2 separate regions of the Mus musculus genome follow, and region 1 is linked to region 2. The links are chromatin contacts, called in public HiChIP or PLAC-seq maps. All regions are on one chromosome and are shown on one strand. Each heading gives the region's core, a stretch centred on a gene start, on an enhancer-like site or on the middle of the called end of the contact. The rest is flanking DNA. Distances are from core to core; before and after follow the strand shown. Region 1 has its middle 30 kb from the start of Eya3. Region 2 holds the start of Themis2 (thymocyte selection associated family member 2).

Region 1 (7,054 bases), core at 56-2,555, 190 kb after region 2:
TTTAGACATTTCATATTTTTGCCTCTTTCTTTTTTTCTAATGTTTAAGAACAAAGATTTAGACCCGGGGATGCAATCCAGCTAGCACAAGGCTCATCTACCACGCTGTGGAGAGATGAGGTAGGGGAAAGAACAAGGGAGAGAGGAGGGGGGGAGGGGAAGAGAGAGAAAGCAAGGTTTTTATTTCCTATCCTTGTAACAAATACCGTGGTGGGCCTCTCAGCCCCAACCCTTGATCCCTCCTGGACCCAAATGAATGCCTACTTGGTTGACCTGGCTCTGATCCTCTGCATTCTGTTGGAATCTGGGGTCTAAAGCACAGACTGGTTGTGGAGGAAGGACTTCCCATAGGGAGACAGGCCAAGCATCCGTAGCTGACCATAGAGCGAGGGACCAAGGTCCCAGCCCGGTGCCTGACAGCGGTTCTCTTGAGGACACAGGGGAGTAGAGGGAGTAGAGGGATTAGAATTTCTGGAAGGCCTGCTCCGTGCCTCCCACGGATTGCAGAGCGGGAAGGTGACAGAGCCTAAATCAGTCTCTCCATTTCTCCACTGAGAGGACAGATGTGGATCAGAGAGGCCACCGTAGACAGATACTGCACAGCTCTGATAATGAAAGGTGAGTGGAGGCACCATGGAGCGACACTTACCACAATCTGGGAGGAGAAATCAAGGAAGACCTCCTAGAGGAGGAGGTGTTTCCCGCTGAGGCCATAAGCACTGTGGAGGCAACGGAGAGACCCGTACACTGCAATGAAGGAGAAATTGCTTACGTAAGCAGGGGAAACCGGAGTTTCAGCTCTGATCCTTTTTCTGATGGGGACTTTCTCACTCCCCTGTCCCCCACCTCCTTCCCCTTCACAGCTCTGCCACACCGTCATCAGCTCTGCCCACAGTGGGGCTTTCCAGAGACATTGTCACACTGGTTGGGACAGTGGGCTACAGCGACACTCTCTCCAGAACTTCCCCTCTTGGGAGGAAGAGTTATCTTTTTTCCTTTTTCCAGGTTTTGTATCTGGGCACAGGTGTGTGCCACGCGTGTGGATGCCTGGGGCTAATGTCCTGATAGCTCCATTCTTCCATCGTATTCACTGGGGCAAGGTCTCTCAATCAATCCCAGAGTTCCTTGATGTGGTGAGTCCTGCTAGCCAGCTTCCTCTGAGGTTCCAGGCTCTGCTTTCTGAGGCTAGATTGACTGCCTCACCTAGTGGCGCTTATATGGGGTTCTGGGGATCTGAACTCTCCTCCTGACAATCACACGGCAAACACTTTAAGGCTGAGCCATCTTTCCAGCCCTGAGTTATCTTACTCATAAAAACACAGTGAGTAACTTGACCACAGTGATGAATGGTGAACACCCCTGTGACTGTCCTAGAATGCATTGAATTGTGTGCTTTTAATGTGTCAATTAAATAGTATGCAAACTGTGTATCAGTAAAACTACTTTTTAAACAGTAGTAAATGGACCGGTGCAAGAACACTTGTTTAACATCCAGGAGGCCCTGGATTGGATCCCTAGAATTCAGGGAACAATCATAGCAGTAACAAAGGAAGTGTGGTCTGATGGTTGCAGGACTGTTGCAATCAAAGCATTGCTATTTTGCAGCCCCAGGACACACGTCATTATCTTTCTGAACATAATTTGCCTCATTGTAAGGAGGAGTTAAATTTTTTATTACATTTATTTCTTTTGTGTGTTTCCGTGTGTGCCCACCTGTGTTGATGTGTATGCAAGTCAGAGGACAGCTTGCTGGAGTTGGTTCTATTTCCACCATGTGGATTCCAGGGACTAAACTTGGTTTGTCAGGCCTGGGCAACAAGCACCTTTACTGTAGAACCATCTGACCAGCTTGTCAGAGAGAACTAAGCCATGAGTCAAAGTCCAAAGTCCTTCTTTCCTCCCTCCCTTCCTCCCTTCCTCCCTTCCTCCCTCCCTTTCTCCCTTCCTTTCTTCCTACCTCTTTCTTTCTCTTTCTGTCTTTCTCTTCCTTCCTTCCTTTCTTTCTCTCTTTTCCTTTCTTCCTTCCCACCTTTCTTTCTCTCTCTTTCTTCTTCCTTTCTTTCTTTTTTCTTCCTTCCTTCCTTTCTTTTTTCTTTTTTCTTTCTTTCTTCTTTCTTTCTTTCTTTCTTTCTTTCTTTCTTTCTCCCTTCCTTCCTTTCTTTCTTTATTGTTGTTTGTTTGTGAGACAGCCTCCAGTAGCTTAGATAAGCCTGAACTCCATATGTAGCCAATGATGATGGACTTTGGGTCCTTCTGCCTCAGCCTCTTGAGTGCTGGGCCTATGTCTGGTCTATGAGATTCTAGGAATCAAACCCAGGCCTTCATGTGTGCTAGGCAAGCGCTCTATCAACTGAGCTACAATCCCTGGCTCTGCAGCTAGAGATCTTGTTAGCATCCTGCCTCTGCCATTAGTAATCACTCCACATCCTCATCTGTTAAGTGGAATAAAAGAGACCTATGTCACTGGATGGTTGAGACTTTTAAGACTGAGTTGGTACTTAGAAATTTTTCAGAATTATGCTTGACATAAGGTTCAATAAATAGTAATATTTGTAATTATTTTACACCCCACATACTGTTTGAGCTCTACAGATCAAGATGTAAACTGCTCAAGATGACCACTGAAACCTAGTAGTGAACCCCCCACTGCCCAGGAACAGGCCCTGCCCTCAAGGTGTGTGCTGTGGTTTGAATATGCTTGACCCATGAAGTGGCACTATTAGGAGGTATGGCCTTGTTGGGGGAAGTATGTCACTGTTGTGGTGGGCTTTGAGGCACCTAGCTTTGAGCTCCTAGCTGCCTGAGGAAAGTCTGCTCCTGGCTTCCTTTGGATGAAGATGTAGAACTCTCAACTCCTGCCTGGACAGCTGCCGTGTTTCCTGCTATGATGATGATGGACTGAACCTCTGAACTTGTAAGACAGCTCAGCTAAATGTTGTCCTTATAAGAGTTGCCTTGGCCATGGTGTCTCTTCACAGCAACGAAACCCTAACTCAGGCATGGTGACCCACAAATGGAGGCAGCCTGCCAACCATGCTCTCTTTCCAACAAATGTGAGCTCCAGACGTCTCCATCCATAGCTAAATGGACCAGAGTGGATCCTCAACCAAGTCAGAGCAGCAAAAGTCTCTTTCCCAGGAACCTAGAATTCATTTTCTGGGACTGTTAACAGGTCACGGGGAGCTGGGAGGTGACACACCTCAGGCTGGGGCAGCCTTTTGTGTTACACGACTGTGCATCTCTCAAGGCAGAGAGAGGATCATGAAACAGAGTTATAGAGAACATGAAACACCAGAGGCTTGGAGGAAGACAGGCAGAGAAACTTTAGCCTCGGATGTCAGTTCTAGTCCATTTTCTGTCATTGTCACAGAATATCTGAGTGTGGGGCTGGAGAGATGGTCCAGGGGTTAAGAGCACTTTCTGCTCTTACAGAGGACCAAGTTCAGTTCTCATCACCCAGGTCAAGTGACTAACTACAACCTGTAGCTCCAGCTCTATGGGATCCAGTGCCTTCTAGCCTCCACTGGCATCTCTCTCTCTCTCTCTCTCTCTCTCTGTTTCTCTGTCTCTGTCTCTCTCTCACACACACACACACACACATCTCTCTCTCTCACACACACACACACACAAACACACCTCTCTCTCACACACACACCTCTCTGTCTCTCTGTCTCTCTGTCTCTCTCTCTCTCTCTCTCTCTCTCTCTCACACACACACACACACACACACACACACACACACACACACATGTGTATAAAATAAAATCAATCTTTGAGGGTGAGGATTTATAAAGACAGCTTGCTTAGCTCACAGACCAGAAGGCTATAAGGCTAAGATCAGACGGCCCCATCAGTTCAGCCTATGGCAAAGGCCCCCCTTGCCTGAGTCACCTCCTGATGAGAGAGGGAGGGAGAGTTCACATGATGAGACCAGATCACTCACATGACCCCCTCCTCCCATCCCCAACCCTTTCATTTTCTAATTTTAGAAACTGGATCATGTGTAGCTCACGCTGGCTTCAAACTCAGCATGTAACCTTGAGATCCCAGTCTTCAGCACGGTAGTGCTGGGATTCCAGGCATTCTCCACCATAGCTGGCTTATCCATGCACACGAGGCAAGCACTTTACCAGCTAAGCCACCTCCCCAGCCCTGGTTCATAAACCTCAGAGATGACCACTACTCAATAACATACACAGCTAATTCTCCTGATCCCAAAGCAGAGAAATCCAGGGACTATAGGCTTGCTCTTTGAAAGCAACTCATTCTCTCAAACGCCAACAAGAGGGCTGGAGAAATGGCTCAGGGGCTAAAGCAGAATGCTCAGGTCCAGTTCGTGGCTCAGAGACCATCTCTGACTCCAGTTCCAGGGCATCCAACACCCTTTTCATAAATCTTTCCCAGCTCTTACCACACTCGAGACCAGGCCTCCTAGGAGACAAACCACAGCTGATCCTAAAGCGCTTCCAATTCACTCAACAAATGTATCGACTGTCTTCCCAAGTTCGCGGTCAAGATACAGGTACACCAAAGGAGAAGCTTCCTGCTCCCAGGAGACCTACGGTGTATCAAGGAATAGGCACTAAAGAGGAAACAGAAGTCACAGTTGCAGGCAGACACAGCGGCGGCATCTGTGACACCAGCAGGTGGGAGCTAAGGCAGGAGGATCATCACACGTCTAAGGCCATCAAGACCCAGTCTCACAACTACAAATTGTTGCTATTGGGGCTGGAGAGATGGCTCAGCTGGTAAGAGCACTGACTGCTCTTCTGAAGGTCCTGAGTTCAAATCCCAGCAACCACATGATGACTCACAACCATCTGTAATGAGATCTGATGCCCTTTTCTGGGGTGTCTGAAGACAGCTACAGTGTACTTACATATAATGAATAAATAAATCTTTTAAAAAAAGAATTATTGCTATTATTTCAGGAAGGAAGGAGTGCCATACATGCTTTCAAAACAGAGTGAGGAGACAGAGATGGTTGAAAAGGTAGCTCTTTCTCTCTCTTTCTTTCTTTTCTTCCTTTCTTTCTCTCTTTCTTTGTAGCTTATTTATCTTACTCGTTACACTGTGATGAATTGAGCAGACATGGCATTAGGAAGACTGCCAGATCTGACTCTGGGTTTCCAGAAGGGAAGGGATTTTTCCACTGGGTGCTGAGGTGTGTTCTGAAGACTCAAGAGCATGGGCATGAAGAGGGTCAAGTCCCTGAGGTGGAAGTCATGAACTACAGTCATGCACCAGCAAGAAAGAAGCCTCGGCCCTTAAGCAGGGATAAGGGAGGGATGGAGGTGGAGAGGGAGGAAAAGGTTAGGAACAAGCAGATCTCCAGAGGGTCGGTGAGGAACTTGGAAAGACTCAGGTCCGCTGAGGAGTCACTGAGAGGTTCTGTGCAGAGGTGCAGCTTTCCCCCCCCCCCCCCCGAGACAGGGTTTCTCTGTGTAGCCCTGGCTGTCCTGGAACTCACTCTGTAGACCAGGCTAGCCTCGAATTCAGAAATCTACCTGCCTCTGCCTCCCAAGTGCTGGGATTAAAGGTGTGCACCACCACTGCCTAGCTGGCTAATTTTTTATTAGATATTTTCTTCATTTACATTTCAAATGCTATCCCCAAAGCCCCCTATAGCCTCCCTGCCCCCCACCACCACCCTGCTCCCCAACCCACCCACTCCTGCTTCCTGGCCCTGGCATTCCCTTGTACTGGGGCATATAATCTTCGCAATACCAAGGGCCTTTCCTCCCACTTATGGCTGACTAGGCCATCCTCTGCTACATATGCAACTAGAGACACAGCTCTAGGGTAGGTGGGGGGTAACTGGTTAGTTCATATCGTTGTTCCTCCTATAGGGTTGCAGACCCCTTTAGCTCCTTGGGTACTTTCTCTAGCTCCTTCATTAAGGACACTGTGTTCCATCCAATAGATGACTGTGAGCATCCACTTCTGTATTTGTCAGGCATTGGCATAGACTCACAAGAGAGAACTATGTCAGGGTCCTGTAAGCAAAATCTTTCTGGCATATGCAATAGTGTCTGGGTTCACTCTGAGTAAGGTGTGCCAGCTCAAACCTGGAATCCTCTGGAAGATTGTTGTGGGTCTGAGGCCAGCCTGGGCTATAGAGAGTCAGTTCCAGGCCAGAGCAAGCAACAAAGATAAGAAGAGCCTGTCTCAAAAGCCAAAAATTAATTAATTCAAGTAAAAGATCGCTCTGGTCACTGTTCGAATTCTGAGGGGGGTGGGTGTTACATAGATCCAGGCCAGCTGTATTGGCAGCCAGAGCTGTTGATAGAGGCCACGGTGAGGAAGAGAGTCTTGAACTATTTTGACAGTTCCACTTCCTGCTTCTGGTTCCTCATAAAGTCAGGCTTCTTGCCCCTGAGTTCATCCAAATTCCTCTTTGATCTCCTTCCAACCCTCACTCTTACCCTGTTTCCTTCTTGCTTGGGTAAGCTAACGTGGAAGACGGTCTGTTATTTGCACCCAAATCACCCTGACAATGAGACTTGCAGGTTCCATAACCTGCTCCAACTCCCCCACCGCCCAGTGCCATCTGCCCAGCAGTAGGGAACAAGGTTTGACTTGTGAGTAATACACACAGGAGTGGCCAATCTCCCAAGGAAAACGATCTTCCAGGGAACTTCTAAAGGAAGCTGTCCAAGATGACTTTACCTTATGGTGTGGAAAGAATGCTTATGAGGGGCTGGCGAGATGGCTCAGCGGGTAAGAGCATTGACTGCTCTTTCAAAGGTCCTGAGTTCAAATCCCAGCAACCACATGGTGGCTCACAACCATCCATAACAAGATCTGACTCCCTCTTCTGGAATGTCTAAAGACAGCTACAGTGTACTTACATATAATAAATAAATTAATTTTAAAAAAAGAATGCTTATGAGATGCCCAGAGATGGCTACCACACCAGATCAGAAGTATAGGTAGCACTCACAGGCACTGACATGTGTAGCTTATGTGCTGGGCTTTGTCCTAAAGAGTTTGCATGGATTCGCTCATTTAAGCCTCAGGGGAATCATAAGGAGTAGGCTGTCACTGTTCCTACT
Region 2 (6,874 bases), core at 2,828-5,327:
CCTCTGCCCATAAGAGATGGGCTTAAAGATTAAAAGTGTATGTCACCATGTCTGGCTTTTTAAAGATTTAAGACTTAAGATGTGTGTGTATATACACGCGTGTGCACATATGTGTCTACAGAGTGGCCAGAAGAGTGTGATTTCTGGAGCTGGCCTTAGTAGTAGTAAGGAGCTAACAGACTTGGGTCCTCTGTGGAGCAGCCGCTGTTCTTACTCACAGGGTCATCTCTCTCTCTTGCCCTAAGAAGAACATTTTAAACTTGGAAACTTCCTAGCTCTTAGGCGTTTCTCTCATTTCTATCTTTTCTGTGGTGAATGCTAACAAAGCCTGCTTCTGCTTTGAGTAAAGTGGGAGGAAAGGATGGAGAGATGACTCATAGGCTAAGAGAACTTGGGGCTTTTGCAGAGGACCCAGGTTGGATTCCTAGCATCTACATGGTGGCTCGCAATTGCCTGTAACTCCAGTGCCAGAGCACCTGACGCCCTCTCTTGACTTCTGTGGGCACCAGGCACAACTTGATGCAAGACACACATGCTGGCAAAACACTCATACACATAAGGGAAAATATGTAAATCTAAAAAGGATTCATTTCAGTTTTCAGTTTATTTTGGATTTTTTTTTTTTTTTGAGACAGGGTTTCTCTGTGTAGCCCTGGCTGTCTTGGAACTCACTCTATAGACCAGGCTGGCCTCAAACTCAGAAATCCACCTGCCTCTGCCTTCCAAGTGCTGGGATTAAAGACATGTGCCATCACTGCCCAGCCAATTTTTTTTTAAAGATTTACTTATTTTTATTTATATGAGCACACTGCAGCTGTTTCCAGACACACCAGAAGGGCATCAGATCCCATTACAGATGGTTGTGAGCCACCATGTGCTTGCTGGGAATTGAGCTCAGGACCTCTGGAAGAGCAGTCAGTGCTCTTAACCACTGAGCCATCTCTCCAGCCCCTTCTTCAATTTTTTTTTAAAAGTAAAGCTGGAGCTGAATATGGTGGCACACGCCTATAATCCCAGTACTTAGAAGACTGAGGCTTCTGGCCAGCCTGAGCAACAAAGTTCATCTCAAAAATTATAAAATAAAATACAAAATGATTTAAAAATAATTAAAAGGCTGGGCAGTAGTAGCACAGGCCTTTAATCCCAGCACTCGGGAGGCAGAGGCAGGCAGATTTCTGAATTTGAGGTGAGTCTGGTCTACAGAGTAAGTTCCAGGACAGCCAGTGCTACACAGAGAAACCCTGTCTCAAAGAAAACAAAATAAACAAATAAATAAATTAATAATAATAATAATAATAATAATAATAATAAGAATCTAGGGCTGGTGAGATGGCTCAGTGGGTAAGAGCACCCGACTGCTCTTCCGAAGGTCCAGAGTTCAAATCCCAGCAACCACATGGTGGCTCACAATCATCCTTAATGCAATCTGATGCCCTCTTCTGGAGTATCTGAGGACAGCTACAGTGTACTTACATATAATAAATAAATAAATCTTTAAAAAAAAAAGAATAAGAATATAAAGACAACAGGAGGGGGCTGGAGAGATGGCTCAGCAGGTAAGAGCACTGACTGCTCCACCGAAGGTCCCGAGTTCAAATCCCAGCAACACATGGTGGCTCACAACCACCTGTAATGAGATTTGATGCCCTCTTCTAGTGTGTCTGGAGATGGCAACAGTGTAATAATATAATATTATCTATAATAATAAATAAATCTTTTTTTTTTCGAGACAGGGTTTATCTATATAGCCCTGGCTGTCCTGGAACTCACTTTGTAGACCAGGCTGGCCTCGAATACAGAAATCTGCCTGCCTCTGCCTCCTGAGTGCTGGGATTAAAGGCATGAGCCACCATGCCCGGCTATAATAAGTAAATCTTAAAAAAAAAAAAAAAGACAACAGGATAAGCCCCCAGAAATCCTGTGTTCTCAGCTTCACAGTTCCCTAAGCATCCCTGAGTGCAGGAGCCTCCTCCCTTCCTCCGCCTTCTTTGTTTTCCCTTCCTCCCTTTCTTCCTTCCTCTCCTCCTCTCTTGTGCTCCCTCATCGTTTCATCCCCCTCCCTGCCTCTCCTCTTCCACCCCTGCAGTAGTGCTGTGAAGATGGAGGTATTCCTGGTGATCTCCTCCATGTCCAGTGACCCTTGGTGAGCTGTTCACAGTACCTGTTAATATGAAAAATATTCAATCCATCATGGAAAGGTCTAGAAAACAGTTGAGAGACAGTAGACAGCCCTTCACCACCAGGGTTCCCTGGAGCCATGAGAACTTCTGTTTTTCTACTTACACATTTTTTTTTTCAGCCACAAGGAAGTCAGTTTCCATTTCATCTTATTTCCGAAAACAGAAGACAAGGCATTAGGAGAAACTGCATTCCGTTTTTAAGCTAGGCTCTCATGACGACCATGTTCTTTGTAACCCAGGGATGACTTGAATCCTGAGCCTCTCAAGTGCTGGGATCACAGCCTGTGCCACGGCACCATTTTTACTTACCTATATCAGAGGACTTGAGTGTCCTAGAGAGATCGGTAGCCATCTCTGCATCACTAGAGGTGTCCAGACAGAGGTGTATCTGGGGATAGACAAGGCATGTCTTCTTCCTCAGACCCAAAGGGTAAGGGTGTGTATGTCCTAAGAGACCCCAACTACACTAGGGAGCTGTGTACCTTGTTTGAACTTGGAGTACTGTGGAAGAGGCATCTGGGGGCACATCTCAGCTGGGGAAGTGGGATCGTTTTTATCTGTTCAACATCTTCATGGTCTGAGGTAGTTAAATGGTACATGCCTGTTATTCCAGAACCTGGCAGGAGGAGGCATCAAGAGCATCAGGAGTCTAAGGAAGCCATTCTCAGCTACACAGTGGATTATGTGAAATCCTGCCTCAAAAACCCAAAACAAGGCAGAGGATGCAGCTCACTTAGTAGAGTGTTTGCTTTGAATCCATGAAGCCCTAGGTTTAGTCCTCAGCATCTAATAAAGTGTGTGTGACCACACTCATTTTAGATGGTGGAAGAAGGAAGATCAGAAGTTCAAGGTCATCTTCAGCTACACAGTAATTTAAGTACAATTTGTGCTAAGGGATACTCTCTCTGTCTGTCTCTGTCTCGGGTCTGTCTCTATGTCTCTGTGTCTGTGTCTGTGTCTCTGTGTCTCTGTGTCTTTGTCTCTCTGTGTCTCTGTCTCTCTCTCTGTCTCTCTCTCTCTCTCACACACACACACACACATACATACACACACACACACACACACACACACACACACACACACACACACACCAGACCTCTGGGTATCAAATTATCAAGTCTTGCCAGGTGTAACTGCACACGCCTTTAATCCCAGCACTCAGGAGGCAGAGGCAGGCGGATTTCTGACTTCGAGGCCAGCCTGGTCTACAAAGTGAGTTCCAGGACAGCCAGGGCTATACAGAGAAACCCTGTCTCAAAAAAAAAAAAAAAAAAAATTATCAAGTCTTGATGTTAGATCTGTTCGATGGAGCCAAGTAAAGAAAGGTGTGGGAATTGTCCTGGTTGTTCTTTGGTCAATTTGACCCAAGTTAGAATTATCTGGGAACCTCTGTTGAGAAATGCCTCCATCAGACTGCTTGTAGGCAAGCCTGTAGTGCATTTTCTCCACTTATGATTGGTGTGGGTGGGCCCAGCCCATAGGGTGTAGGTAGTGCCAACCCTGGGCAGGTGGTCCTGAGTTGTGTAAGAAAGCAAACTGAGCAAACCAGTAAGCTGTGTTTCTTTATGGCTTGTACCAGTCCCAGTCCCTTTATCTCTCTCTATCTGTCCGGAGTTTCTGTTCTGACTAACCTCTGTGATCCCAGAGTTGTAAGATAATAAACCCTTCCCTCCCCAAGTTGCTTTTGGTCATGGTGTTTTATCACATTAGAAACCTTAAGAAAAGATTCAATTTTAGAGATGAAGAGACAGGTCAGGGGAAATAAAGTCCCCATTCAAGAGTTCGGGGCGCTTCAGAGAACCCTGTAGGGCTCCCGACCTGAGGGGCGTGGCCTCGGTGGGCGTGGCTTCCGGACTGTCCTCTGCAAGCTGCCGATCAGTCTGAGCAAATCTAGTCGGAACGCGACCATGGAGCCGGTGCCGCTGCAGGACTTTGTGAGCGGCCTGGACCCCACCTCCCTTCCGCGCGTGCTGCGGGTCTGCTCCGGAGTCTACTTTGAGGGTGAGCGGGCTCTGGGTGGAAGGAGCTAGGTATGATGGGTCATGCCTGTAATGCCAACACTGGGGAGCTGTGGCGGGAGGATGAGTTCGAAGCTAGCCTGTTCTATAAAGTGATTGCAGGTCAGTTTGGGCTACAGAGTTAGACCCTGAGGGATCTGGGGTTGAGTTCAGACGCTGCTGTCCGAAGTTTTATGAATCCGCACCAAAAGGCGCCACCTCCCTGCTCTTCAGCTTTTGTCCCATGGGTGATGAGAAGTCCTGAGTTTAACTCAGGCTTTTTCTCAACTGAGGCTCCTCGGTAATGCTAACAGAAATTGTGTGGCAGCTAGGCAGGAGCGATCTGAACAGCCTAGGAAATCCTGTCTCAAGCAACAAGAACAATTATAACAATAAATGGACAAATAAGTGGGGATAACTCGTCCATCGTTTCAGACAGGCACTAGGGTGCTCACTGTCGTTATTGGGGTTGTTCTGAGAGGACCTTGTTTTGTAGCCCAGGCTGGCCTTAAGTTTGCAGCGATCCGTCTGCCTCTGCCTGAATTTGCCATGCCTGGTTCACTGTTCATTTTTCTTTCTTGCTCCCTCCCTCCGTTCTCTTTTATTATCTTCTTTCCCTTTCTGCAAGGATCCAACCCAGGACCCTGAGCTCTCACCACTAAGATATATTCCAGTTCGTTATTTTAGCACCAGATCAGCCCTCCCGCTGAACTCTCTGCTCCTTGCCTCTGAGTCTCTCTGTTCCTCTGCTGGATTCTCAGATGGAGTGGTCCTCCTACCAGGGGGATCCTTCCCCGCTTTTTGCCTGTACATTTGCTCCTTGCCCATGGCTTTCCGCAACCCATAGCAGAGAAGAGATGGCCATATCAGGACACAGCCACCAGTTACTGGCCAAATAACATGTGACCAGGGACTGACCACTTGGGTAAGGGAGGGAAGAAAAGGGACCGACCGGGCTGCTCTGTGGAGGGCAGAGGCGAGAGTGGAGGGAGATGCTGAGATTCAGGGCTCCTCCCTCAGACAGCAAGCTGTCTCATGGATGCCTGCTTCATTCTACTCCCTGGAGTGAGCGAGCCAGGCTCTGCCACAGCAGCTGCCAGCAAAGTGTTCTGATGGCCAAGCGGGTTATAGACTGACCTAGGAGGATCACACAAGGGCCACCACAGTGAGTCTCTCTGGTCCATCGGAATCTGATGGGTCCCTGAAGTGGGACTCTGGGAGCCTGGTCATTCTTTTCTCCAGCTCAGAACATCCTCCCAGCGTCTCTTGCTTACCTGTGTCACAATACCCGAGTTTCCTCATCTGCTATGACCTGGGGTGATGGGAAGTGGAAGGACTTGGGGTGACGTGAGGACAGACGGATGTCACAGAGTGTCGGTATGCAAATGAGGTGAACGGGAAGGTAGATGACCCTATGGGGCAAGGTGTGGTAGAATTCCTGACCACATGGGATTCCAGTTTTGGAGGTTGATACCCCATGTTCTGCCTCCAGCCACCCTCACCTCCCCCTCCTCCCACCCCCACATTACCTGCCCTGCTGCAGATGGGACCTGGGCCATCTTACATCCTAGACTACTAACACTCTAGCTAGTTCTTAGCTAAGATCCTTAGCATTTTTCTTTCTTTCCGTTTAAGACAAATTCTTCTTGTGTAGTTCAGACTTCTCCAGAGTAAGAGTTCTGTGGTTACAGATATGTACCACCACAGCTGGTCTTCCGAGCCTTTGTTTACATTGATTGACTGATTGATTGATTGATTGATGGGGGGGCACGCATGTGTCACGGTATGAATGTGAAGGTCACAGGACTTTTGTTTTCTTCTTCCTCCACCATGTGGGACTTAGGAAGGGAAGGGTCTTTACGATATCTTGCTGGCTCTTTTCTGTTCATTTTGAGGCTGACCCGGCACTCCCTGTTCAGCCAAGGGTGAGCCTGAGTTCCTACCCTTCCTCTTTACCAATCATTGGAGGAGCTGACGCCACCTCTCTGAGCTATCACTTTTAGGAAGGAGAAACTGCTGTTGATATTTTTTTAGAAAAGGGAAACTGCTGGCCCGTTCCGGAAGGGCAGTCACGCGTCCTCAGGGCAGTGAAGTGCCAGTCACACTCAGCACAGGGCCAGGTATATATAACTCCATGGCTAACAAGCTCCTCTTCTTCGAGGTCCACCTCCGAGCAACTGTGTGCACTTTCCTGAGGGGTTAGGTTGAGGTTGACACCAGTTTCTCCTGACCCTGTGAGCAGCTCTCCAAAAGCTCTCCCTGGGAGAGGGGCTCCAGGTGGTCAAAAGGTCCTGCCACCTGCGGTTTCCCATCCTCTGCCACTGGACACAGACCCTGGGCACACAGCACTGTGAGATCTCTATTGCTTAGCTTCTAGTGTTCTTTAAGGCTTTAGCACTTTGCATCAAGCAAGTGGCTGCTGAACTTGGAGGTGGTGCTCAGAGCCTCAATCTCCTCTACATCCTCTTAAGAACAGCTCACCAGGGGCTGGTGAGATGGCTCAGTGGGTAAGAGCACCCGACTGCTCTTCCGAAGGTCCAGAGTTCAAATCCCAGCAACCACATGGTGGCTCACAACCATCCGTAACAAGATCTGACTCCCTCTTCTGGAGTGTTTGAAGACAGCTACAGTGTACTTACATATAATAAATAAATAAATCTTTAAAAAAAAAAAAAAAAAACAGCTCACCAGAATGGC

Evidence for each region. HiChIP or PLAC-seq counts read pairs in DNA pulled down with a chosen protein or histone mark.
Region 1: an H3K27ac HiChIP or PLAC-seq map of microglia shows a contact between it and region 2, with 2.8 times the contacts expected there. The contact joins the enhancer-like site here to the promoter of Themis2 in region 2. A contact is called at or near these places in 1 of 484 Hi-C or Micro-C datasets (nephron progenitors), 4 of 115 datasets of contacts at active chromatin or transcription factors (bone marrow-derived macrophages, embryonic stem cells, memory CD8 T cells and 1 more) and 3 of 9 other capture datasets (embryonic stem cells, liver and pancreatic islet).

Annotation. Positions count from the first base shown.
Region 1 is chr4:132,605,297-132,612,350 of GRCm38.p6, reverse strand. No RefSeq gene overlaps it. Among named protein-coding and RNA genes, the nearest start is that of Eya3, 30 kb to the left of the region's middle. Within about 2 kb of position 1,305, at least 63 of the 459 cell types and tissues checked have an H3K27ac peak or open chromatin away from gene starts, as enhancers often do. A contact at or near this core is called in bone marrow-derived macrophages, memory CD8 T cells and microglia, where this site is marked.
Region 2 is chr4:132,793,567-132,800,440 of GRCm38.p6, reverse strand. Themis2 (thymocyte selection associated family member 2) reads left to right here and starts at 4,077. Exons shown (of 6, transcript NM_001033308.2): 1 at 4,077-4,181. The coding sequence starts at 4,088.